Linked DNA regions of Mus musculus: region 2 is linked to region 1. A link is a contact called in public Hi-C data. All regions are on one chromosome and are shown on one strand. Each heading gives the region's core, a stretch centred on a gene start, on an enhancer-like site or on the middle of the called end of the contact. The rest is flanking DNA. Distances are from core to core; before and after follow the strand shown. Region 1 overlaps Stat5b (signal transducer and activator of transcription 5B). Region 2 overlaps Stat3 (signal transducer and activator of transcription 3).

Region 1 (4,788 bases), core at 617-3,116:
TTTAATAATCAAAACATTCATAGCTCTCTGGTTTTTTGTTTTTCTGAGATAGGGTCTCATACTATATAGCTCTGGCTGTCCCGGAACTCACTAAATGGTTTTTTTTTTTTTTCTTTTTAAAAACTAATAATGGTTACATTTCAGTGTTGACTTAGCCAACATTTTTATCTCTATTATGAATTATATACTTGAGCTTTAAAATTGTTAGATCGGTATAACACAGTTCAGTAGCAATGCATCTTACCGTGCAGTGCTAGGACAAAGCTTACAACACACGAGACAGCTGTACCACTGAGCGGCTGCCTCCTCAGCCCTGCCGCATCCTCACCAGCCATCAGCGGTGCCCAGCAGCGTGCAGGGCAGGGAGCTTGCCCGTCGTTGGCCTCAGTCTGTCCGTGAGTGTCCAAGTTCATCACAAGTTCATCAGACTAGCCAGGCTTTGACCAGGGTGGTGAGCTCCTCTTTGGAGAGCCAGCCTTGTTGCTGCTGGGAGAAGGCTGTCCCTACCCACTGGAGATGTTGCCTTACAGTAATTGCTACAGCTTGTTAGCAAGGCTCCGTTCAGAAACAAGCCTGCCGAAGGAAGGCAATTAAAAAAAAAATCCCAGCTTCATATAATTAAGAGGGGGAAAAACTGACTAAATATGAGAACATCAAACACACCTCAATTAGTCCAGTCCTTTTCCTTTTCTTTCTGTTTTAATGATTTGGGAGATTTCGGAAAACATTAATAGGAAGTTTCTGCTGATTAAAAATCTCACTTAGAGGCTAGATCAGCGGTAGAGCATTCGTCCAGCTAAGCAGACTGGCTCCATACCACAAAAGAGAGAACAAAAGCCAACTTTCGTTTATTCGAGTACAACAGCGCATTCCTGTAATTCCAGCTACTCAGGAAGCTGAGGCAGGGGAATTACTTAAGCCTAGGAACTCGAGACAGTCCTAGGCAAATGGGCTTTCAGCCAGCAGATCTCCTGAGTAGTCTACTTATTGAATAAGCTTTGGGAAATTGGGGTTGATATTAAGGAAAACGTGGGTTTTAGGTAGGGTTTTGTTTTTTCCCCATAGAGAAATAGAGATATCACCGAAGAGTTTCCAGCTCTTCGTATTGAAGCTGTCATGAAGTCTCTGATTGTAGGCTATGGTTGAGTCCAAATTGAGAACCAGACTCCTGTGTTCTGTTCAAAGACTGGATCCTCTCAGCCGGGCAGTGGTGGCGCACGCCTTTAATCCCAGCACTTGGGAGGCAGAGGCAGGTGGATTTCTGAGTTCAAGGCCAGCCTGGTCTACAAAGTGAGTTCCAGGACAGCCAGGGTTATACAGAGAAACCCTGTCTTGAAAAAACAAACAAACAAAAAAAGACTAGATCCTTTCAACAGTGGGCTCCCAGTCAGAACAGAGGAGCAAGGCTGTGCCTGCAGCCCGTCTAGCCTTCCACTTCATACATATTTTCTTCAACCCATAGAGAATACACTTCTAAAAATTGGCTTTGTCCCTACCCTTTCCAGACACAGGTTGGGTGGTCTCTGGTAAGGTCGTCTCAGGGCTTTGGTGCGCGTCTGCCTAGCTGTTTGCCACCAGCCACTTGCTAACTTCAGGGATTTGTGGGTGGCTGTCTTTTAGCTGCCGCTGGCTCTCTTCCCTGGCTGTGGACCTGGTCAGCAGTAATTAGATATTATTTCAGCCTGACAGCTGTTTGGTTTGTCAGCGTGCTAAGTCACTTAAGTATTACCCAGCAGCAATTGTTGCCTAACTTAGTAGACAAAAATCTTTTAAGGACAAAAAGAAAGAAGATAAGGAGGAAGTGGACCCAACCCCTGTCACCAGCTGAACAGCTCAGGATGACACGAGGTCTGGGGACTGGCTTCTCGCCTTCACTGGAGGAGTCAGTGTTATTTCCAGGTCCCATATCTGCAGTGATGACAGACTATTCTCCTGGGTGTGAATACTTGTAGGCATCTTCTGTCCTGATGCCTCCCTTCCAGGGTCCCTTAGGAAGGGCAGTGACTGGGGGCCTGGAGCCAGTCAAGGTTGGAAAGAACATGCAGAACTATATACCCTGTCCCACATACCCTGGAGATACGAGTATAAACTGGAAGTTAGAAGACCCCTTATTCCCTTTATTCCTAGGAGGGGGTGGGTTAATATCAGAGTCAGTCAGTAAAGGGAAGGGAGGAAGGAGTATTTAGAGAAAGAAGTGTAAAGCTCAGCTAAAAGAATTGTAGAGTCAGGCATTGTAGACATTTAGCCAACTTATGTCGGGGTGTTTCTTAACCCGTGAATTATAGAAGAAATCACGTTCCAGACTCCCATGATGGCTCACACCTATAATCCCAGCACCCACAAAACAAATGTAGTATGTAAAGGCTGCATGTGTACAGGCTCCTATGCATGTATGTATACAGATTGTGTAATTTTTTTCCCCTAGGGACTCAATAGATCTTGATAATCCACAGGAGAACATTAAGGCCACCCAGCTCCTGGAGGGCCTGGTGCAGGAGCTGCAGAAGAAGGCGGAGCACCAGGTGGGGGAAGATGGGTTTTTGCTGAAGATCAAGCTGGGGCACTATGCCACACAGCTCCAGGTGGGTACAAACACTGGCCACACTTAGGCCCTGCCCTCTTGAGGACTTCTTCATTTAATTTTCTGTAGACACGTGTTCTGATCTTTAACCCGGCATCGTAGAAATGTGTGTTTCACGCACATGGTTTTGATTGGCTTTGTGGTTGCGGCTGTTACCTTCTTTGAGACAAGAGTCTCACCGTGGGGCTGGAGAGTTGGTTCTGTGGTTAAGAGCGCTTCCTGCTTGTCTTAGGGTTATTATTGCTGTGATGAAACACTATGACCAAAAGTGAATTGAGGAGAACACCGTTTATCTGGCTTACACTTCCACATCACAGTTCGTCATTGGTGGAAGTCGGGACAGGAACCCAAACAAAGCAGGAAGTTGGTGGCAGAAGCTGATACAGAGGCCATAGAGGAATGCTGCTTACTGGCTTGCTCCCCATTGCTTGCTCAGCCTGCTTTCTCATAGCTCCCAGAACCACCAGCCCAGGGGCGGCCCCACACACAATGGGCTGGGCCCTCCCACATCAATCACTAATTAACAAAATGCCCTATAGGCTTTCCTACAACCCAAACCTATCATAAGAAGGCATTTTTCTCCACTGAGGCGCCCTCTTCTGATGACTCTAATTTGTGTCAGGTTGATAGAAAACCAGCCAGCGTGCTGCTATTGTAGAGGACCTGGGTTCAGCTCTCAGCACCCACATCAGGAAACTCACAGTAACCTGGGGCTTGGAGCCCTCTTCTGACCTCAACAGGCATCCACCCACAAGTGACATACAGACACAGAAATAAAAATAGAAACTAATCTTTATTTAAAAAGAAATGAAAAGTTTCACTATTTAGGTCAGATTGGCCTCAAACTGGGGATCCTCCTGCATCAATTCCACTCCACCCCCAGTATGGGCTGTAGGTAAGCACCACTCCCAGCCATGACTTTTACTCTCTTTTAACTTCTTATTTCAAAATAATTTTGAATTTGCAGAAAGTTGCAGCAGAGGTACAACAAGGCCCCCTTCATATGCTCAGGTTCATTTACATCATCATCTCTCTCACGCTCCTCTCTCCCTTTCCTGCCCCCACACCTTCATGTACACATGTACACATACACACATACACACTCTCACACATACACACATACTCATACAACACACACACATAGTTACACAATACACACACATACAAACATACACATACAGATGCAGACACATACACACACATACCTTCACGTACACATGCACACACACACACACACACACATACACACACACACACATTTCTAGTTGCGAGTAAGTTACATACATCTCTCCCCTGAGTATCTCAGCATGTATGTTCTAAGAACATGAACTTCCCTTACAGGGTCACAATACAGTTATTCAATTTAGTGTGTTTAACATTCACACAAACTTTTACTTACTATTCTGTCTCTATTATCCATTTGTCAACTGACTCACAAGTGTCCCTCCAGTCCAGGGTCCAGTCCAAAGCCTCATATGATATCTAGTTGACATATCTCTTTAATGTTTTATCTGGTTTGGTTTCAACTTTGTGACGTGTCTGTTTTGGAGATAGGGCCTCCATAGTGTTGTAGCCTATGCTAGTCTTGAACGTTAAGCATTGAACATTAAGCAGTCATCTTGTCCCAGCAGTCCTGTCCACCTTTCCCTTTTCTTTAACCTGAAAACATTCATTTTTCGACCTTATTTTGGCTTTGATATTAACATTTTAAAATAATCACTTATTCCCTTACTTTTAATATTTTTACATTTTATTTTTAAATTTGTGTGTGGGTATGTATGTGCACATGAGTGTAGTGCCCTCAGGGGTCAGAAGAGGGCATCACAGCCCCTGGAGTTGGAGTTAGAAATGGTTGTGAGCTGCCTGAGGTCGGTGCTGGGAATTGAACTCGGGTCTTCTGTGAGAGCATTATGAGGTAGGGCCTCACCATGTTGTCTAAGCTGATCTCAAATTCTAAATAACGGATGCATTGTCCTTCTGCAATGCCCCATCCAGAGAAAGAAGATGCCGGTCTTCCCTACTGTGACAGTAATTCTGATTCTAACTGACAGGAAATTTCCCAGTCCTGTGTCTTGTCTGCTGTGGCCTTTTAAAGACTCACCCGTTTCCAAGAATGTTGCTGTAGTGCTTTTGGCATTGAGGTTCAGAAAGTAAAGCAGCCTTACCTTCTTAGTGCAACTGCATTTTCATAATGTCTTTCTCTCCAT
Region 2 (4,788 bases), core at 1,592-4,091, 88 kb before region 1:
GCAGAGTTGTGTCCCTGCCAGTGTCTCTGAGAGACCTTATGCTGTTGCAGGCCTCCTTGATCGTGACTGAGGAGCTGCACCTGATCACCTTCGAGACTGAGGTGTACCACCAAGGCCTCAAGATTGACCTAGAGGTGAGGCCTTCCCAGAACCAGGCGGCTCGTGTGCGGGGGTGCGTGTGCAGGGAGGCCAGGACAGAACGCCTGCCGGGATGATGGCTGTCTGCCCAGCCTGGATTTGTTTCTCATTATCTATCTCAGAAACGTCCCTGAGAGCCACCCTGTCCCCAAGAGTAAAGTCTTGCTTGAGTACCTGTTATGAAAATCTATATTAGTGATTGTTTAGAATCGATTTGATGAAGTTTGGGCAAGTGGGTCTTAGTAGCCGCCATTTAGATTTTATTTTCCTGCTTGCTTGCTTGCTTGTTTCCTTCCTTCCTTCCTTAAAGATTTATTTATTTTATGTATGTGAGTACACCATTACTCTCTTCAGACACACCAGAAGAGGGAATTAGATTCCATCACAGATGGTTGTAAAGCCACCATGTGGTTGCTGGGAATTGAACTCAGGACCTCAGGAAGAATAGTCAGTGCTCTTAACTGATAGGCCATCTCTCCAGCCCCTGTTTTCCATCTTTCTTGATCTTATTAAGTTTAGACCTGGAAAAGCAGACATCCTTAGGTTTGATTTCTAACACCTCAGCTTCATGGAAAGATGCAGGTTGTTTGGAGGTTGCCTTCCAGGTCTGTCTCTGGAGAGTCGGGCTGAGGGCCTGGGTTAGCCTTAGTGTTTGGGTTAGTGTTAGTTGTTTGTTTGTTTGTTTTTAAAGGTTTGTTTGTTTATTTATTTATTATGAGTGCACTGTGGCTGTCTTCAGACACTCCAGAAGAGGGAGTCATATCTTTTTTATGGATGGTTGTGAGCCACCGTGTGGTTGCTGGGATTTGAACTCGGGACCTTCGGAAGAGCAGTCAGTGCTCATAACTGCTGAGCCATCTCTCCAGCCCTAGTGTTAGTTTTTAGGGCCTGACTTTGAACAAGTCACTGATGATGTTCAGACATCAGTGCTGATGCAGGCTGGTCCTGATGCAGGCTGGTCCTGATGCAGGCTGGTCCTGATGCAGGCTGGTCTTTCTCCTCTTGGTGTTCTTGCTCCAGCCTGCACTTGCCGTGAGGGGTGGCCATGGTGTGATTTTTAATTCTAACTTATTGAGATGCGGGTGACAAGGGTTGGGAGCTGTGAGAGCCCAGCTGTCCCACTAAGTCATTCACCGCCTGTCCCCATACTCTACAGACCCACTCCTTGCCAGTTGTGGTGATCTCCAACATCTGTCAGATGCCAAATGCTTGGGCATCAATCCTGTGGTATAACATGCTGACCAATAACCCCAAGGTGAGTTTCCCACCCCCAACCCTCTCTGAAATCCCTGAACCTTGCTGCTTCTCCACCCCCGGTGCAGGCTGTCAGTGTCACTCTCTCATCCAAGTGGGTGCAGGCTGTCAGTGTCACTCTCTCATCCAAGTGGGTGCAGGCTGTCAGTGTCACTCTCTCATCCAAGTGGGTGCAGGCTGTCAGTGTCACTCTCTCATCCAAGTGAACAAATGTGTTCTTTTCAATAGAACGTGAACTTCTTCACTAAGCCGCCAATTGGAACCTGGGACCAAGTGGCCGAGGTGCTCAGCTGGCAGTTCTCGTCCACCACCAAGCGGGGGCTGAGCATCGAGCAGCTGACAACGCTGGCTGAGAAGCTCCTAGGTTGACAGCTTCAGACATGTCTGGCCTGGGGGGTGGTCATTCAGTCGGGGTCCCCATGTCAGCCTAGGGCAAGGCACCATGCCAGGACCAGGTTGCTAAGTGTGTTTGAAGAGCATGTTTCTTTCTTTAAAAAGCCAAAGACAATAGTTTTAAATTTTTTCTCCCCTTTAAAAAAATATCTGGACTGAAAGTAACTTTGACCTGTGCTCCTACAAAAAAAAAAAAAAAAAGGCTCCTGACCCCAGCTGCCAGCTTTGTCACTGTGTGTTGCCAGTTCTCAGACCACACAAGGCAAGGACAAGCAGGGGTCCAACAGGACATCTGTGCTGGCCTAATCTAGGGACAGCTGTTGGGCTTGGGTGTGTGTGGGCATGTGTGGCACACACCCTGTAAGTACATGTACAAATGCATGGCCTTTTTGTAAATTCTGCTTAAGAAATAGCTTTGGCCAAGGCTGAAATCCGGTTGTTGTTTTCTCTTCCAGGGCCTGGTGTGAACTACTCAGGGTGTCAGATCACATGGGCTAAATTCTGCAAAGTAAGTGATCCTGTTGATTCCCTCAGTTAGGAGGTAGGTGTGGGGTGCCCAGGACCCCTTTCTCCAGCAGCTGTCAGGAGCTGCCTGAGGATAGAGGAACCTGAGGGTGTAAGAAGGCTCTGGCAGGAAAGAGCTGGGGTGAGTGGTGGTGGACTTGCTTTCCCATTCTTTTCTCCAGGAAAACATGGCTGGCAAGGGCTTCTCCTTCTGGGTCTGGCTAGACAATATCATCGACCTTGTGAAAAAGTATATCTTGGCCCTTTGGAATGAAGGGTAAGGTTAAACTCTGCAGTAAGGCTGCCCTGTGTAACGAGTCACCTACTCCCAGCAAGCCCGTGACTGGTTGTCCTTGGCTGCAGGTACATCATGGGTTTCATCAGCAAGGAGCGGGAGCGGGCCATCCTAAGCACAAAGCCCCCGGGCACCTTCCTACTGCGCTTCAGCGAGAGCAGCAAAGAAGGAGGGGTCACTTTCACTTGGGTGGAAAAGGACATCAGTGGTAAGAACGCTTGCCTCCTGTATCACTTGCTCCACCTGCTGGCCACTGGCAGCACCCGGCTACTTCATGTTCTGGGTACTACTGCCCCCTGAAGGGCAGAGAGGGCCTGTGCCTCCTGAAGAGGTGGCCTGCCAGTTTGTCCTGTTCACTCATTTGGCTAACATTTGTGTAGAAAAGTGTGATTGAAATCTTACTTCTGTACTCCCTTTCCTGCCTACCCCGTTAATACATTTGCGGCAGGTGTTTTTGCCTATGAGCCAGCTGGATCTCTACAAGCCCGCCTGGATATTGCCTCAGTTCCAAGTCACTGGGCAGGGCATTCAGAGTCTCCAGCACTCACTCCACTGGCATAATCTCTCCTTCCATGGTCCGTGACAGGCAAGACCCAGATCCAGTCTGTAGAGCCATACACCAAGCAGCAGCTGAACAACATGTCATTTGCTGAAATCATCATGGGCTATAAGATCATGGATGCGACCAACATCCTGGTGTCTCCACTTGTCTACCTCTACCCCGACATTCCCAAGGAGGAGGCATTTGGAAAGTACTGTAGGCCCGAGAGCCAGGAGCACCCCGAAGCCGACCCAGGTAGTTGTTGACTTTCCATGGCTTTGCCTTCCTTCCTAGTGAGAAAGTACGCATCCTTGGAGAGACAAGGACATGGCTGAGTATCTTGTGGGAGCAGGGCTTGGTGATTCCTTCTTTTGGGAAAGAGTGGTTTATTGGGTTCCTTGACAGGGTGACTAACTCAGGATTCAAGAGGAGGACAGAATCAGCCCTCAGGGAGCTTGGAAGTCTGAAGATGAAAATAGTATCTCTCCCTCTTCCTCTCTTCTCCCTTTCCATCTCCCCCTCCCTCCCACCCCGCCACTTTAAAACACTAGAAAGAGAAATGAAGGCAGGTCTCTCTGGTGCTTCTCCAGTCAGTGGGTTCCAGAAGACCCGAGACAGATTTGAGTCCAGCATGCTTTGCTGTCCTGAGTGAGCAGTGCCAGGAGTCTGAAGAAAGGCTTTCTGGGGCAGTGGCTGTTGGCAGCCTGGGGCAGAGCTGACATCAAGCTGGAGGTGTTGATGTTCCAGAGATGATGACTGGAGGGAATGTGGACTTGGCATTTAGAAACAAGATGCATCTACTCTGTGGGAGTGCGTGTGGCTGTAAATCAGCATTTCTCAGCCTTTCACGGAGCGCTTAAGACTATAGGAAAACAGAGATTTCCATTATGATTCATAACTGTAGCAAAATTACAGCTATGAAGTAGTAAGAAAAAGTAATGTATGGTTGGGGTCACCACAACATGAGGAGCTGTATTAAAGGGTCATAGCATTCAGAAGGTTGAGAACTGCTGGTATAAATTATATGAAAAATAGAAATTATGTTGTGTTAAGTCTGTAGTGTCTGGGGCGGTCCCAGTGTAAAGAGTCAGAGGTGTCTGGTCTGAAGCCATTTCAAACTTGTTGCATTGACGCTTGCCTCTGTCCTTATGCTGGTGAGGAGTCTGGTTTTCTAAGACTGTTGTTGATCATTGCACATGCTGAGCTCCGAGGTGCCCTGTGTGAGCCGGCCTCCTTGCTCTGAGGTGCCCTGTGTGAGCCGGCCTCCTTGCTCTGAGGTGCCCTGTGTGAGCCGGCCTCCTTGCTCTGAGGTGCCCTGTGTGAGCCGGCCTCCTTGCTCTGAGGTGCCTTGTGTGAGCCGGCCTCCTTGCTCTGGTGTTTTTTCACCAACCGCTTCTGTTCACATAGCACCTGCACACAGCTTCCCCGGCTCTGCCCACCATTCTTGGAGGAGTCGCTTGTTGACGGTTACTTTCCTTTCCCTTTGTTCTGCTGTTGAGTTCTCTTCATTCTGTGGAGGAGTTCAGCTCTCACTTCCTGTCTGTCCCTTATCTCTGCTTCCACCTTGCCTTCAGTTGGAAGATCTGTTTATCAGTCCCTCTCACACTGGTCTTTGTTCTTTTCACAGAGGACTTTGAAGTCCGAGCACTGATCCTTTTGACTA

Evidence for each region. Hi-C and Micro-C count contacts between places; a contact is called where the count stands out from the background.
Region 2: a contact with region 1 is called in a Hi-C map of bone marrow-derived macrophages, with 37 read pairs. The contact joins two enhancer-like sites. A contact is called at or near these places in 1 of 15 datasets of contacts at CTCF or cohesin (large pre-B cells), 5 of 484 Hi-C or Micro-C datasets (CD4 T cells, ECoMG myeloid progenitors, T follicular helper cells and 2 more), 2 of 115 datasets of contacts at active chromatin or transcription factors (embryonic stem cells and memory CD8 T cells) and 4 of 9 other capture datasets (adipose tissue, embryonic stem cells, liver and 1 more).

Annotation. Positions count from the first base shown.
Region 1 is chr11:100,802,664-100,807,451 of GRCm38.p6, reverse strand. Stat5b (signal transducer and activator of transcription 5B) reads left to right here. Exons shown (of 19, transcript NM_001113563.2): 3 at 2,426-2,582. Among named protein-coding and RNA genes, the nearest start is that of Ghdc, 34 kb to the right of the region's middle. Within about 2 kb of position 1,866, at least 64 of the 459 cell types and tissues checked have an H3K27ac peak or open chromatin away from gene starts, as enhancers often do. A contact at or near this core is called in bone marrow-derived macrophages, where this site is marked.
Region 2 is chr11:100,891,669-100,896,456 of GRCm38.p6, reverse strand. It overlaps Stat3 (signal transducer and activator of transcription 3), which reads left to right. Exons shown (of 24, transcript NM_213659.3): 15 at 51-134; 16 at 1,295-1,393; 17 at 1,621-1,756; 18 at 2,241-2,293; 19 at 2,472-2,566; 20 at 2,653-2,792; 21 at 3,171-3,383. Among named protein-coding and RNA genes, the nearest start is that of Stat5a, 35 kb to the right of the region's middle. Within about 2 kb of position 2,841, at least 46 of the 459 cell types and tissues checked have an H3K27ac peak or open chromatin away from gene starts, as enhancers often do. A contact at or near this core is called in bone marrow-derived macrophages, where this site is marked.